3 separate regions of the Sus scrofa genome follow, and regions 1 and 2 are each linked to region 3. Evidence: chromatin contacts called from public Hi-C and HiChIP or PLAC-seq data. All regions are on one chromosome and are shown on one strand. The core of a region is the stretch at or near the end of the contact, and the rest is flanking DNA. Distances in the headings are between cores, read along the strand shown.

The links. Hi-C and Micro-C count contacts between places; a contact is called where the count stands out from the background. HiChIP or PLAC-seq counts read pairs in DNA pulled down with a chosen protein or histone mark.
Region 1: a contact with region 3 is called in an H3K27ac HiChIP or PLAC-seq map of alveolar macrophages. The contact joins the enhancer-like site here to the promoter of SARNP in region 3. A contact is called at or near these places in 10 of 47 Hi-C or Micro-C datasets (adipose tissue, alveolar macrophages, brain and 7 more) and 2 of 2 datasets of contacts at active chromatin or transcription factors (alveolar macrophages and skeletal muscle).
Region 2: a Hi-C map of skeletal muscle shows a contact between it and region 3, with 3 times the contacts expected there. The contact joins the promoter of GDF11 here to the promoter of SARNP in region 3. A contact is called at or near these places in 1 of 5 promoter capture datasets (liver), 11 of 47 Hi-C or Micro-C datasets (blood, embryonic fibroblasts, fetal liver and 6 more) and 2 of 2 datasets of contacts at active chromatin or transcription factors (alveolar macrophages and skeletal muscle).

What each region holds. Positions count from the first base shown.
Region 1 is chr5:21,339,843-21,342,542 of Sscrofa11.1, forward strand. It overlaps DGKA (diacylglycerol kinase alpha), which reads left to right. Exons shown (of 24, transcript NM_214032.2): 8 at 83-202; 9 at 315-429; 10 at 1,006-1,094; 11 at 1,225-1,344; 12 at 1,539-1,637; 13 at 1,810-1,893; 14 at 2,107-2,180; 15 at 2,318-2,392. Among named protein-coding and RNA genes, the nearest start is that of DGKA, 9.5 kb to the left of the region's middle. Within about 2 kb of position 1,344, at least 14 of the 83 cell types and tissues checked have an H3K27ac peak or open chromatin away from gene starts, as enhancers often do. A contact at or near this core is called in adipose tissue and alveolar macrophages, where this site is marked.
Region 2 is chr5:21,190,074-21,192,773 of Sscrofa11.1, forward strand. GDF11 (growth differentiation factor 11) reads left to right here and starts at 1,315. Exons shown (of 3, transcript NM_001244310.1): 1 at 1,315-1,750. The coding sequence starts at 1,315.
Region 3 is chr5:21,261,085-21,263,784 of Sscrofa11.1, forward strand. It overlaps SARNP (SAP domain-containing ribonucleoprotein), which reads right to left and starts at 1,353. Exons shown (of 11, transcript XM_003126256.4): 1 at 733-1,353. The coding sequence starts at 768. It overlaps ORMDL2 (ORM1-like protein 2), which reads left to right and starts at 1,050. Exons shown (of 4, transcript XM_003126257.5): 1 at 1,050-1,185; 2 at 2,003-2,256; 3 at 2,424-2,575. The coding sequence starts at 2,083. It overlaps LOC106510299 (a long non-coding RNA gene), which reads right to left and starts at 726. Exons shown (of 3, transcript XR_001308700.2): 1 at 152-726.

The sequences.
Region 1 (2,700 bases), core at 94-2,593, 79 kb after region 3:
CTGGCTAGGCTGGCTGGAGAGGTGTCAGATCTGAAGGGCTACTCACACCCAAAGTCTACCCACCCCCCCATTCTCTGCTCAGATTCTACAGGAGATGATGAAAGAGATTGACTATGATGGAAGTGGCTCTGTCTCCCTAGCTGAGTGGCTCCGGGCTGGGGCCACCACTGTGCCATTGCTCGTGTTGCTGGGTCTGGAGATGGTGAGTAGGAGAGATGGTGAGGATGGGTAAAACAGTAGCCTTGGGTTGTGCTTGCCAGAGGTTGGCCCTCTAAGGGCTTAGACACTCCCCAGCATCTGCTGTGCCCTCCCAGACCTTGAAGGACAATGGGCAGCACATGTGGAGACCCAAGAGGTTCCCCCGACCAGTCTACTGCAACCTGTGCGAGTCGAGCATTGGTCTTGGCAAACAGGGGCTGAGCTGTAACCGTGAGTGATGGGGCCTGGGAGCGTGGGAGCAGAAGGGCAGCCGGGCTATCTGGGGGAACACGGCACTCAGAACTTAGAGACACCTGGGTTTGGATCCTGGTCTCTGCCACTGACTAGTTATGTGACCTTGAGGAAAGCCACATACCTTCTTTAAGTCATAGTTTGTTCAGCTGAAAATGAAGTAACTGTGAGCATTAAATAAGTTGATGCAAGAAAGGTGCTTCATGCAGTGCATGTATATACTCTTAAGTCTGCAATAAAAGTTAGCTATTATTATTTTTGTCGTCATCGTTCTTGTTATATCTGAACCTTCTTTACATCGTCCAGCTCAGTTCCTGTCATATGAATGGAGTAGGGTTGGGTGTTTGGTAGAGATTGCTCTTTTAGGGGGAAGAGTGAGCAAAAGGCACAAGTCTCCGAGGTGAGCTCCCACCCTAAATTTTAACTCTTTACCACACCCTCACAGCCAGGGGTTGGAGGTCTTGTTTCAGTAAGTGATTCTGCTTAGCCGCAGTTAAGGAGGAAATAGGAGGAGGGGCTGCACCTAAGACTCTGACCTTCTTCCCTCTTGCCCAGTATGTAAATACACTGTTCATGACCAGTGTGCCATGAAGGCCCTGCCCTGTGAAGTCAGCACCTATGCCAAGTCTCGGAAGGACATTGGTGTGAGTGACCCCATGCCCATTCCATCACCACCCACATCCTGGCCCTGGCCCTTAGCCCACTGCTGCCCTCAGCCTTTCCCTAAGTCTCTGTTCAGACCCTCTCAGACAAGGGACTGCCATTCTCCCTAAGGTCCAAACACATGTGTGGGTCCGAGGAGGCTGTGAATCTGGGCGCTGCGACCGCTGTCAGAAAAAGATCCGGATCTACCACAGTCTGGTTGGGCTGCATTGTGTGTGGTGCCACCTAGAGGTCAGCTCTGGAGCTATCCCTCCAGCCTTGCTTTGGGGACCTCCCTAAACTGCCTGCTTTCCCGGCCTCCTCCAGCACATCTCCCTTGCACCACAGTTGCCCTGCTCCTGACGCCACTCTTTGAGTACCAGACCCCAAGTTAAGAGGTGATGGGGTTCCCTCCATGATCCCTCCGTGCCTGCCTTGTCTTTCAGATCCATGATGACTGCCTACCAGCCATGGGCCATGAGTGTGACTGCGGGCTGCTCCGTGATCACATCCTGCCTCCATCTTCCATCTATCCCAGTGTCCTGGTGAGACCCTTGGGCAGCAGCTGGGGACAGGAGTGTTTCCTCAATTTACACATGGACCCACAATGTCATTTAGAGCCGAAAGCCTATATTTTTAGGATTCAAGTCAGACTCTGAACTGTTTATAGAGTCACACAATGCAGTTTCCCTTCTCTCTGCTCTCCTCCCTTCTCAGGCCTCTGGACAGGAACGTAAAGTTAGCAAAACAAGCCAGAAGACCACAGATGATTTAAATTTGAGCACCTCTGAGGCTCTGCGGGTACAGGGCTAAGAGGCTCGGGCTTTGTGGTGGGGACCTCATGGGGGGGAATAAAGTGGGAAACTTGGGGAATGGGGCCTGCTCTCCAGAAGCCCCTCCCTGGTAGAGGAAGGGAGAACCTCGTGGGGGGAATGCCAGCCCTCTGCCCCTGTCTTCAGGGCCCCTCTCACTCTGGCAAAATCTTGCTTTCCTTATTTTCTTCCCTCAATGCAGATTGACCCCGTTTCTAACACGCACCCACTTCTGGTCTTTGTCAACCCCAAGAGTGGCGGGAAGCAAGGGGAGAGGTACGAAGCCATGTCCAGGGTCTTCAGAGTTTGGGAATCTATGTGTAATGGAGGGGACATGCCCTGAGGAGGACATCAAGAGAGTGGGGTACAGAATATCCATTCCCTGCCATGAGCTCTCCTTTGTCCCCACGTAGGGTGCTTTGGAAATTCCAGTATCTACTAAACCCTCGACAAGTGTTCAACCTCCTCAAGGACGGTCCTGAGCCAGGGTAAGTAGAGGTTAGGGACTCTATCTCAGTGTTTTTGTGCCCCTGCCTATCTGCGTAAGGTGGAAGAGAGTAGGAGAGAGTGCATGTTTGGAGGGGAGGGCTATGGCAGCCCAAGAAATGACTTTAGAGGGCTGCTTTTACTGCTTATCCCCATCTCTGAATACTCTGGCTCATCTTTGTTCTGCTCTCAAAGGATGTAAATACGAGTTTCTCCCTCCCCACTGAGTGGCTATAGTTTTCCCCATTGTATTTTTTTCTCTACCCTTAATAGAAACAAGCCTTTTGACAAAAGGAAAAGGGATTGTAAG
Region 2 (2,700 bases), core at 65-2,564, 71 kb before region 3:
AGCTATGAATCCAGAGGTCCAGATTCCTCTGCAAGCACAATGGTCTCCAGCAGCCCTACTTCCTCCGGCTGTTTCCCCAGTGCTCCCAGATTCGTGCCTTTTCCAGCCTTCTGACTCCCTTATTCCCTTTCAAGCCTCAATTTCAAGTTCACACTCTTCCCAGTGCTGAGTCTTGCTCTTGGGCTCCCCACCACCTCTCCACCTTCTCAGACTGACCCCTGGCCTCTTCTCCTTGTCTCTCTTGCTAGCCCACGTGTCCAATCCATCCATCTCATGCTTCCCGATGCCCCTGCTGAGCCTGATGCTGCCCCTCCATCTTCCAGACCCCTTCATCTTCCTTGGGCTGCTTCTGGTAGCTGGGGCTCCTTTGGGCTCAAATTCTCCACCTCCTCCCCCTCTTGGGTTCTCACTGTTCCCACCAAGGCTGACTCTCATCACTGAGCTGCCTCTCCTTCCTTCAGGAGTCTCCATCTGCCTATGTCGGCCTGAACCTGATCCTGGGTCTGCCCCTGGGGCTCCCTTGGTACCTCCCAGGCTCTGTTGGAACATTTCTCTCCTCTCTCATCCCCCGGGTTCTGGGCTCAGTTCTTCAGCCCCTCTTCCCAACTCCATGTACCCCTGACCTCCTGTGGTCTGGATCTGCAGACCTCTAGCTCTCCAGCTGTCTAGCTATCACTCTCTCCTCCCTCTGCTCTCCGACTCCCCTCTCTCCTTCACTAGTGATGCCATCACTTTCCTCCTCTATCTCTGTCTCTCTGCTTAAGTCTCTTCTGTCTGTGTCTCCCCCCCAACTCTTATCCTCCCCTTTGTTTCTCTCTCTCTCCTCTTCCTCCCCCTCTTTCTATTTCTGCGCCTCTCCTCTGTGTCTTCCCCCTTTATCTCTGTCTCCGATTCTGACTTTCTCCATCTCTCCCTTCCTCTTCCCCACCCCTATATCTCTGTCTCTCCATCTCTCTGGGCCCTTGCTCCCTCCCTCTCTCTCTTTTCCTCGGCTCTCTCCGGCTCCCTCTCTCGCCTCGGATGACAGCGCTGCCTCTTTTGTTGGCTCCGCAGCCAATCGCGGCCGCTGACGACACGGGGGCCGGGGCTATAAAGGGCCTGGCCCGGGCTCGGGCCCCCCCAGCCGCCCGCCCCGGCCGCCCGCCCGCCCCGCCCGCGCGCCCGCCGCCCCCGGCCCCCCGGCCCCCCTCGGCCGGGCAGCCCCCAATCCCGCGCCGCCCGGACCCCCTCCTCCTCCCTCCCTCCTCCCTCCGCCCCCTCCCCTCGGGACTCCGGCGTCCCCGCCCCCCAGTCCTCCCTCCCCTCCCCTCCAGCATGGTGCTCGCGGCCCCGCTGCTGCTGGGCTTCCTGCTCCTCGCCCTGGAGCTGCGGCCCCGGGGGGAGGCGGCCGAGGGCCCCGCGGCGGCGGCGGCGGCGGCGGCGGCGGCGGGGGCCGGGGGGGAGCGCTCGAGCCGGCCGGCCGCGTCCGTGGCGCCCGAGCCCGACGGCTGCCCCGTGTGCTTGTGGCGGCAGCATAGCCGTGAGCTGCGCCTGGAGAGCATCAAGTCGCAGATCTTGAGCAAACTGCGGCTCAAGGAGGCGCCCAACATCAGCCGCGAGGTGGTGAAGCAGCTGCTTCCCAAGGCGCCTCCGCTGCAGCAGATCCTGGACCTGCACGACTTCCAGGGCGACGCGCTGCAGCCCGAGGACTTCCTGGAGGAGGACGAGTACCACGCCACCACCGAGACTGTCATTAGCATGGCCCAGGAGAGTAAGTGGACCGCGGGGCAAGAGCGGTGGGGTGCTGGCTCCCGCTCCCGCTCCGGGAAAGTGAGCGCCTGCCGCTCGAAGCGGGGCGTTCCGGGTTACTCCGGCCGGAAAGCCTTTTCTGAGAAAACTTGACGGATTGGGGGCCGGGGGGCTGTTCCACAAGTTTTTCGAGCTGTAGAGATGGGCTGCGGAGTTCTGTGCACTTTTGGTCCCCGGAGGTGAGGGGGCAAAAGGAAAGCGTTGCGAGATAGCACCTCCGAGCCGGGATGTGCGAAAAAGATCCCGGCTTGGGGGGATACTGGGAAAGCCGGGGTCCGCCTGTAGGGGAAGGGGCAGAAACTCGATGCCGAAAGGCCGTGGTAGAGAGGCTGAAAAATAGAATCGGAGGCTTCGGGACCCAGGCAGTCCCAGCCAGGCTGCGGTGCTCTCCGCCTCCCAGTGGCACCAACTCTCCACCTCTACCACCTTGGGCTTTGCAACGCGCCCCCCGGGCTGCGAAGAACCGAGAGCTCCTCTCCTAATCCTAGGAAAGAGATACCAGAGCCCTGTATCTCTCCCGGCAGCCCTGGCACCCATTCCACCTGGGACCCTTCGGTCTCTCAAGGGGCGGGTGAAAGCTGTGCCTTCTCGGTACTGACCGAGCTCAGAGAACTCAACTTCATTGCACTGGGGCTAAGGGCACCCGTTGGGCAGCTCAGACCTCTATGTTGGTTGTATTCCATATTCACTTGCCCCAACCCTCAATGAGACTTGAGGAGAGGGAGAAAGACCTAGCAAGAAAAAGAAAGAAATAGATGGGAGGGAGGGGGGAACCCAGGAGTCCTAGCCCCTGGCCAAACGGAAGATGAACATGTTAATAGACTTGAGCTGCTTTGAAATTTTATGGCCTGGAAAATCCAGGCCAACACTGCCCCCCCCCAACTCCTAGCTCTCCCTAAGATCAGATGACTC
Region 3 (2,700 bases), core at 103-2,602:
AGGTAACCCTAGCCTTGGAAATATTTTCCCAAAATATTACAGCTCTGAGTAAGCCATCTTCCAGGTGGGATGTGGGGGTGGGAGGGAGGCTGGCAGACGGAGAACTGAGAGAACTCAAAACTTGTCAATCTGGAGTATCTGCCTTCACTACCTCTTTAGGTCTCCTAAAGTCCAGGGCTCTAAGGGGTTGGCCTATCTTCGGAGGCCTCTCCTCAGGTTTCAAAGTTCGCCCGGGGGCGTCCGACCACCTAAAACAAGGGGGTGGAAGCATTTTCTGGGTCAAGTTTGAGACCTAGCTAGAAACAGACCAAGTGCCATCATCTGCTACCGGGAATCTAAGCTTTGGACAACAGAAAAGCGCCAACCCAGGGAAGAAAAAGGGGTCTAGAGCCCGGCTCGGGGCCAAGAGGGGACCACTGACGTAATCCCGTCTGAAGAGAAACAAGAGAAGAGGTTGAAGGCACTTACACGACCCGGTGGGAGAAGTGTCGGACGACACAACGCTGGAGGAGGGAGCTGAAGTAACAAGTAAAGATACAGGAAAATCGTGAGGTGAAATGGGAAATCAGGGAAGGCGTAGTGGGAAAGGAGGAAGGCACAAAAGAACTACGGAGGGAGCCAGGAAAAGAAGTGAAAGAGCCTGAAAGGAGAATATTCAGGAAAAGGCGCAAGCCAGCCGGCAGAATTCGGCCTCCGGAAAAGTCCGACCCGGCCCTTCCCCCTTCCCGGTACCTTCAGCTTATGGAGCTCCACCGTCTCGGTCGCCATCTTGTTACCCCTCCACTCCGCCAGGCCCCCACCCGCTGCCTCCGCCTCCGGGCGCTCCCGCCTCGGCGCCGACAGCCAAGGCCAACCAATCGCTGTGGCTCTTACTCCCGCCTCCTACCATCAATTCTTCCCATTAGTCAAGAGCTGGCGTCGCCCTCACCCCTCCAAGCGGCTTTCTCCACCTCTCTCAAAAGGCGGAACGGGGAGTAGGGCGGGTTCGGCACTTTACGAAAGACGGAAATGGCGATCAATTGTGAGTCCGTATGGCAGACCGGCAGCCAATGGGTGGTAGCGGCGCTGACTCTGCTCCACCAATAGGGAGAGCGCAGATGGCCGGGGCGGCTGCTTCCTGGAGACCGCAGGTGTAGGAGGAAGAAGCAGAGCGCCCCGAGCCGGACGGGCTTCTGAATCTGGCAGGTAAGGGTTCTGAGAAATTAGAAATGGGTCCTAAGGAAAAATGGTGGGAGGCGGAGGAAGAAGGAGGCCGGGGGTGGGGGGTGAGGGGTGGGTGGCGGCGGCGAACTACAGACCGAGAGTGGAGTGCTGAAGACTACGCTGAGAGCCGAAGAAGAAAGCTGGGAGGAGCAAGGGGCGGGTTCAATACCAGAGTTTAGGGAATTATAGGTAGAGGGCGGAGAGAGCTGCTTGCTAACCAGGCGTCATCAACTTTACGGCTAGCACGATTTTAAAGGGCCAAGTTCAGACCATCAGGGCTCCCCCTGGAGTTGGGACCATCTCTCGAAACACTCAGCTCAGGTCTCTTCCAAATTCAGCGCCAAAGCCCTGGGCACATTCTTGCAGCACCCCACACTTGAAAGAAGGAATTGGGATGCCGCCTGCTTACATGCCAAAGACATGAGTGACAGGACGGGGCGAGCCCCAGAGGAAAAGATAGAGATTAGATTAGAAAAAGTAGCTTTACCCTCCCATCCCTCCTTAATGGTGGTTCCTTGGTTGTTTTCCATGATACTCTTTTACAATTTTGGGTGTACTGTAATGTCTTCATTGTTCCTTATTAACTTCTTAAGGAAAGTAATACCCGTCCCCAAGCCTGGGCTTACTCCAAGTTACATTTAAAGGGCTCAGAAGAAAGTTTACCATACTATGTCTCCAAGATGTAAAAAGGACTCTTCTTGCCTTGTAAATTTTTCCTCCCGAGTCTTCAGTTTTTCTTTGTGCATGATGGGGAAGTCCTTTCATCCCCAGTACAATCCAGGGGATTTTGGCTCTTTAGGAGACAACTTGGAGGAACAGACGCAGAGGGGTTGAGAGGAGATTAAGTTGGACTCCTACCTGATCCCCCACTGTGGTAGGATGAATGTGGGGGTGGCACACAGCGAAGTAAACCCCAACACTCGAGTGATGAATAGTCGGGGCATCTGGCTGGCCTACATCATCTTGGTAGGACTGCTGCATGTGGTTCTACTCAGCATCCCCTTCTTCAGCATTCCTGTTGTCTGGACCCTGACCAACGTCATCCATAATTTGGTAAGCACTAAACCATGCCCTTTTACCCACTCTACGCCTTTCCCACTCAAAAACAAAATCACCAGTTATTTGGGATTTCTGTCTTCCTTTGGGGAACTTAGCATACATACTTCTTGGGCTGAAGACTACTTTCTGCCCTCCTCACACTTACCCCTTCCTCCTACCAGGCTATGTATGTTTTCCTACATACGGTGAAAGGGACACCCTTTGAGACTCCCGACCAAGGAAAGGCTCGGCTACTTACACACTGGGAACAGATGGACTACGGGCTCCAATTTACCTCTTCCCGCAAATTCCTCAGCATCTCTCCTATTGTACTGTGAGTCCAGGGGGAGATATGGGAGATGGTTTAAGAGCCTGGTACAAAGGCCCACAGGGAAGCTTTAAAAAAAGCAGACTACACGGAGTTCCTGTCGTGGCATGGTGGAAACGAATCCGACTAGG